Linked DNA regions of Zea mays: region 2 is linked to region 1. Evidence: chromatin contacts called from public Hi-C data. All regions are on one chromosome and are shown on one strand. Each heading gives the region's core, a stretch centred on a gene start, on an enhancer-like site or on the middle of the called end of the contact. The rest is flanking DNA. Distances are from core to core; before and after follow the strand shown. Region 1 holds the start of LOC100276101. Region 2 holds the start of LOC100273319 (myosin heavy chain-related).

The links. A called contact is a pair of places that touch in the nucleus more often than the background predicts.
Region 2: a contact with region 1 is called in a Hi-C map of ear, with 8 times the contacts expected there. The contact joins the promoter of LOC100273319 here to the promoter of LOC100276101 in region 1. A contact is called at or near these places in 12 of 25 Hi-C or Micro-C datasets (bundle sheath, ear, endosperm and 5 more) and 1 of 3 datasets of contacts at active chromatin or transcription factors (leaf).

The regions. Positions count from the first base shown.
Region 1 is chr1:194,981,257-194,983,956 of Zm-B73-REFERENCE-NAM-5.0, reverse strand. LOC100276101 reads left to right here and starts at 1,297. Exons shown (of 5, transcript NM_001374096.1): 1 at 1,297-1,661; 2 at 1,751-2,372. The coding sequence starts at 1,886.
Region 2 is chr1:195,234,571-195,237,270 of Zm-B73-REFERENCE-NAM-5.0, reverse strand. LOC100273319 (myosin heavy chain-related) reads right to left here and starts at 1,416. Exons shown (of 14, transcript NM_001147760.1): 1 at 1,202-1,416; 2 at 1-12. The coding sequence starts at 1,400.

The sequences.
Region 1 (2,700 bases), core at 48-2,547:
ACACCATCTAATATAGATGCGACATGAAATGGGGATATGAAGTGAAGCTTTGATAATTGTGGTCAAAAGCGTGGTTTTAAGACATGTGAGAGAGACCATAACTGAGGTCAAAAACGTGGAGGACTATACAGAGACTTGTACTCTCTCTCTTTTGAAACAAATGCTGCGGCAACTACCCGTTTTGACTAGCATTTAAAGAACAGTTTGGAATGCAGTTTTTTTTTGGGTCTAAATTTAACGGGAACCTATGCCGGACCTGCTATGCATATCATGTACTCCAAATCTCTCTAAACCACCCTCATCTAATCTAATCTAGGGCATGCTTGTTTTAGTTTTTTTACTAGCCTTTCTGAGAATCTAGTCGTAAGAATAATTTGGCTGTATAGCAGATCTAAGTACGTACGTATGAAGGGTCCGTACGATTTAGAATCTTAGAAGTGATAGATTTTATCGTGACATTTCGATCGATTGTGTGCTTACATTGATTTTAAATAGTTTTTTTTTCAAAACGATCCTATAAAACAGGTAAAAAATTAGACGTTTAAGAGTCCATAGAATCAGAAAAAAGTTGAAACAAACGGAACTAGACCTAATCTAACGCTCTAACGCTGCCGATGTGGGAGATTGTACTATGGCAGATATGCCACGGAGTCACGGACTGCCCATGCCACATGCAACTTATTCACGCAGTGCTATATACAGCTAACCTACAGCTAACCCCTTATTATTGTGCATCCACCTTTCAAAAAAAATACAGTATATTTTTTCTTTGTGTATTCTTGGCGAACGCATGGAAACTTAATGATTTCATATGAGGAGCTGTAATGTTTTGATCACTCGTACCGGTATGTATGTATTTCGAATCCACCAATTTAAACGAAAAAATGTTTGTTATGACAATCCAAAGATAGTGGATATAAAACACGTTTGTCGACCGCCCTGCACGCAGACTTTCTAGTCGAAATACACACATGTCGCTGGGCCGGTGTCGGAAAGTTTGGTTGCCATTTGCCAATGGCTCGTACTACCGAGATATTGGTTTCATTTCCTCCGATGCTTACCGGGCCTCCATTAGCCCCTTCTGTTTGTCTATCTGGGCCTCGTCACCTCCGATGCGGCCCAGAGCCACCCATGCAGATGCAGCGGGTCCCACTGCAGGGACACCAGCGACGGAGACACGCGTCGTACGCGGTCTCCGATGCACTCCACACTCCCCCCTTCCCTCACAACTCGTGCCCTTCGTGCTTCTATTCTATACCTGAGTGACCACCCGCTAACCACAGTCACCACCGCTAACCACAGTCCACAGCCCAAAGCGGCGGTCGCTCCCCCGCTTAAACCCTCGAGCCCGCTTAAACACCGACGAGGCGAACGGACCAGAGTCGGCGAGCCCCCAGGAGCCGACTCCGCCTCCGGCTCTGACCAGTCTTTAGACCCCCCCCCTGTCCCAGGCGACGACGAAACCAGCAGCGCTGCGCAGCGCCGACCACTCCGGGAACCTCACGATCCAGGGGAGATGCTGGTCGCCGCCGCCGCCTCGCCGTCGCAGCCGTGAACCGGTTTCCCCAGGGCGGAGGGACTTGGGCTCAGATTCGGCGGATCTTGGGCTGGTCTCGTGCATTCGAGCCGCTGCAGGCGTCTGGGTAACCGCTTCTCTCGAGGTATTTCGGCCGCCGAGCACGGGCGCGAGCCCGCGATTTCTTAGGGTTTCTTTTATCCGTCCGCTCCCTGATTCCTGTGCTGTTTGCAGGAAAAGGAAACCAAAGCTGCTCGGCCAACTTTGGGATCAAGGATCGGCGAAAAGGAAAAGAAAAAAGGAGGGATCTTTTTGGGAGGGTCTGTTTGAGCCTTCGGGGTTACCATAGCCTCGGGCAACACCGTGCTAATGGATTTCTTCAAGATTAAGAAGCTCGCGAAGGGGAAGAAGAGCGCCGGGGGTGGGGGAGAGGCAGTTGAATCCGACGACGACAGCGCCGGGGGTTTGACCCCCCGGGGCCTGGAGGAGCTGAAGCCGGGCATTGGGGAGAGGACCAATGCCGAGGCGGCGGCAGAGGGTACAGGCGCGGGCAATGGGGTGGTTGAAGAAGAGGAGGAGGAGGACTATGAGGACGACGATGATTTCATCACCAATGAGGTGAAGCGGAGGCTCAAGGAGCTCAGGAAGAACAGCTTCATGGTGCTCATCCCTGAGGAGGAGTGTGCCGAGGTCGAGGATGACAGCGGGGAGGAGGAAGGGGGCAGCCCCAGGGAGTGGCTGGAGACGGGCGTTGGCGATGGCTTCCCGCTGTGTGGGTTTGATTCACTGTATGATAAGTACTGCGAGAGGATGCTGGTGTTTCATAAGATGATCGCGCAGCTCATGAAGGATCCAGGTAAAAGATGTATCATGCAGCTGACTATGGATCATGGATGTTCTCCTATATGCTTGGTTGTAGCTTCTCACATGCAGTTGGTTGTAATGTGATGCCGTGTGATTATGCATGTACCTAGTCTGATGCTATAATTTAGCATGTTTGTCTTGGATACTTCTTAGTTATCAAGGCCCAGTTGTTGCTATTCTACTGTTATAGATTATAGTCAACATGGCGACTTGCTAGCATTTTATATGGTCCCTACTGTAAAGAGGCTTAATGATGAAACAAGTGGTCCATGGTAGTTGCATGCGTAATTTGGTATGCCCACAATTTTCACTTGTATTCT
Region 2 (2,700 bases), core at 167-2,666, 250 kb before region 1:
CTATGTCTGACTCTGTGGCATGAAAACAAACATAATGATGGCTCCCGAGGGATCTCGAAATTGGAATTAACTTGGTAGGCAGATATAGAATGACAAAGTGGCAAAGTAAAGCTTATGACAGAAATGAGATCATGATGAGAAGATATTATTTCCATGTCGTGGTACAGTTTGAGTTTATACTCTTCAGTAGTACAGGCATCTTCACAGCACTACGAATTTACTGTTTTGCTGCAATTAATATAGATAAGACTTTCCCAGGCTATTCAATTCAATAAAGATTACGAGCCAGTATGGTCTGTGTGAAGGGTAGTTGGTTGGAATTTTCAGTACACATCAATGAAGCAGGCCCTAAAAATTATGGCAGTGGTTCACCATCCATGGCAGAAGCACAAGAGCTGCAATTACACAATGGCCCACTGTATAAATGTACAGTGGTAGTAAGAGCAAGTATAATAGATGATTGTAAGCCGGCTAAATACTGACATGGAAGAGAGAGGAGGATAGAGTGTAGAAGTGGGCTACAAACTACCAGCCAGCTTTATAAAGGGAACCAAGAAATTTGAGAATTGAGAGACAAATGGACCATATATTAGTTGTAAAGGGCCAACCTTTATATATCGGCTACAAGATAAGCTGCAAAGATCCTTATAGTTGTAGCGGACAGTTAGCTATATTATTAAACCTGCTCTAAATGGGACCTTACGTGTAATTAGAGTAAAAACGGCAATCAGGAAACAAAGCTACTAGTAGTGGTGGGTGTGGTACGGTGTAAACAAACAACAGAGGACGCTGCTGTATTTTTCCCTAAGAAGGAGCAGTCCCCCCCCCCCCCCCCCCCCCCCCAAAAAAAAAAAAAACGAGTGAGTTATCCAATTCTGTTTCATCCCACGGTCGAAATCGGCAAGAGGGAACCAGATAAAATTCCGCAGCATCCCGAGCAAGTCGATGAATCGAGCACCGTCGCGCACGCACCGTCGCCATCCAGAAGCAAGCAGACGCTAAACCCCCACCAACCACCGCGAAGTCGCAGTCCTAAAGTCCGGAGCTCGCCGGGGCGGCGTCAATCCAGTGAAACAAAACACGAATTAACCTAGCCGCGCGGCACAGACTCGACGATCCCACCACCAACCCGTCCCAAGCCAAAACATCCCGAGTGTAAAAATTCAAGCGCGCCCCGTGGATTCAAGCCTTGGGCACTGACCTAGCGCCGAGATCTTCGCCCGGAGTTGCCCCAGCTCGGCCCTGAGCGCCGCGGTCTCCACCTCCCCGAGCGCCGCCTCCACCGCGCCGGCCACCGCGTCCGCCGCCAGCAGGGGCTCCTGCTCCTCGGCGGTCGCACCGGCGACGGCGATCAGCAGCGCCACCGCCATCGCCATCACAAGGGGCCTCGAGATCCCCATCCCCGCGAGCCCCTCGCCGACCACCACCTCCTCCTCGGCGAGGCTAATCCAATCCTTGGTTCCAACGACGCGCAGCACGCGGGGGGTGGGGGGTGGGGCGTGGGGGTTGGCGAACTTGTGCGCGCCCGCGCTCGTGTTTGTCGTTCGGAGACTCGCGCTCGGGCGCAGATCTTTTTTTCTACGACGCCGCGCTGGGGCGGAGGCACGTGGTCACGGGGCGGGGACGCACGTGGCGGAAAGCTATTGGGTACGCGTACGGGCATAGATTCACTGTGCCGTGGACCCGTGGGCGCCTCGAGCCCTCGACGCTGTCAGTGTCAGGTGGCGTGCCGTTATCGGCGACGACATTGAGGTGATTGTTTTCGTGGCAGTGACGATCGGGGACGGTGTCCTGGGCGGTCGATCCATCGGTTCCATGTATTCCGTGGAGAAAAGTACGATTATAAATTATACTTCCTTCGTTTCGATTTATATCAATTTATAGTTTGATTGACTCCTTTACCCTAAATTTAGCCGACTCATCCTATTCAAAACATTTTTTAATTAATATTATTTTTTACTATGATATCATTTAGATATAATATAATTTAAATATAGCTTTAAATTTTTATTTTTCGAAAAATAAATAAAACAGTAAAACGAGTCAATCAAACTTGATATAAAAAATCAAACGAATTATAATTTGGGACGAATGAAATATAAGACTGGTACAAGGATGATTAAATTAAAATTATTTCAAAAATTCAATAACTTGTTGAATCGCTCCACCATGGATAACATAAAAGGGGCCTTTAAAAAGATGATAAAGCAATTAAAATATCTCTACTACTTATTAAGGCGGTAAGGGTACCCTGTCGTTCTGCCTTTTTTCATTTCCTGTTTTGCCCCCATCCCTGTCCGGCAGTAAAAAATGAAATCTGTAAGAATTATAAATCGAACTCAAGACCTGCTACTAGATTAGAGACACAATATCCACCACACCACGTCTTATTTTGTTGTTATAGTAGAAGATATGAGAGTTATTAAAAGTAAGGTATGGCTGATGCCACACTAAGCCATAATGGCTCCTCCGTCGTTGCTGTCCGGCAAACCATCACATTCTGTGACGCGGGACGTCGACCAACTCCTGACTTGGGGCACTCCGGTCCCATGTGACAAAATCCCCCAATCCTATCGTGCAAGCCATCACACACTCCGGACGTTGGGCCCACATTGCAGACTACAGGCGCCCACGTGACAGTCACCCTTAGTTTTGCACACACCGGACCCACGTCTGCTCGTGCAAAAAGTTGCCTCAATT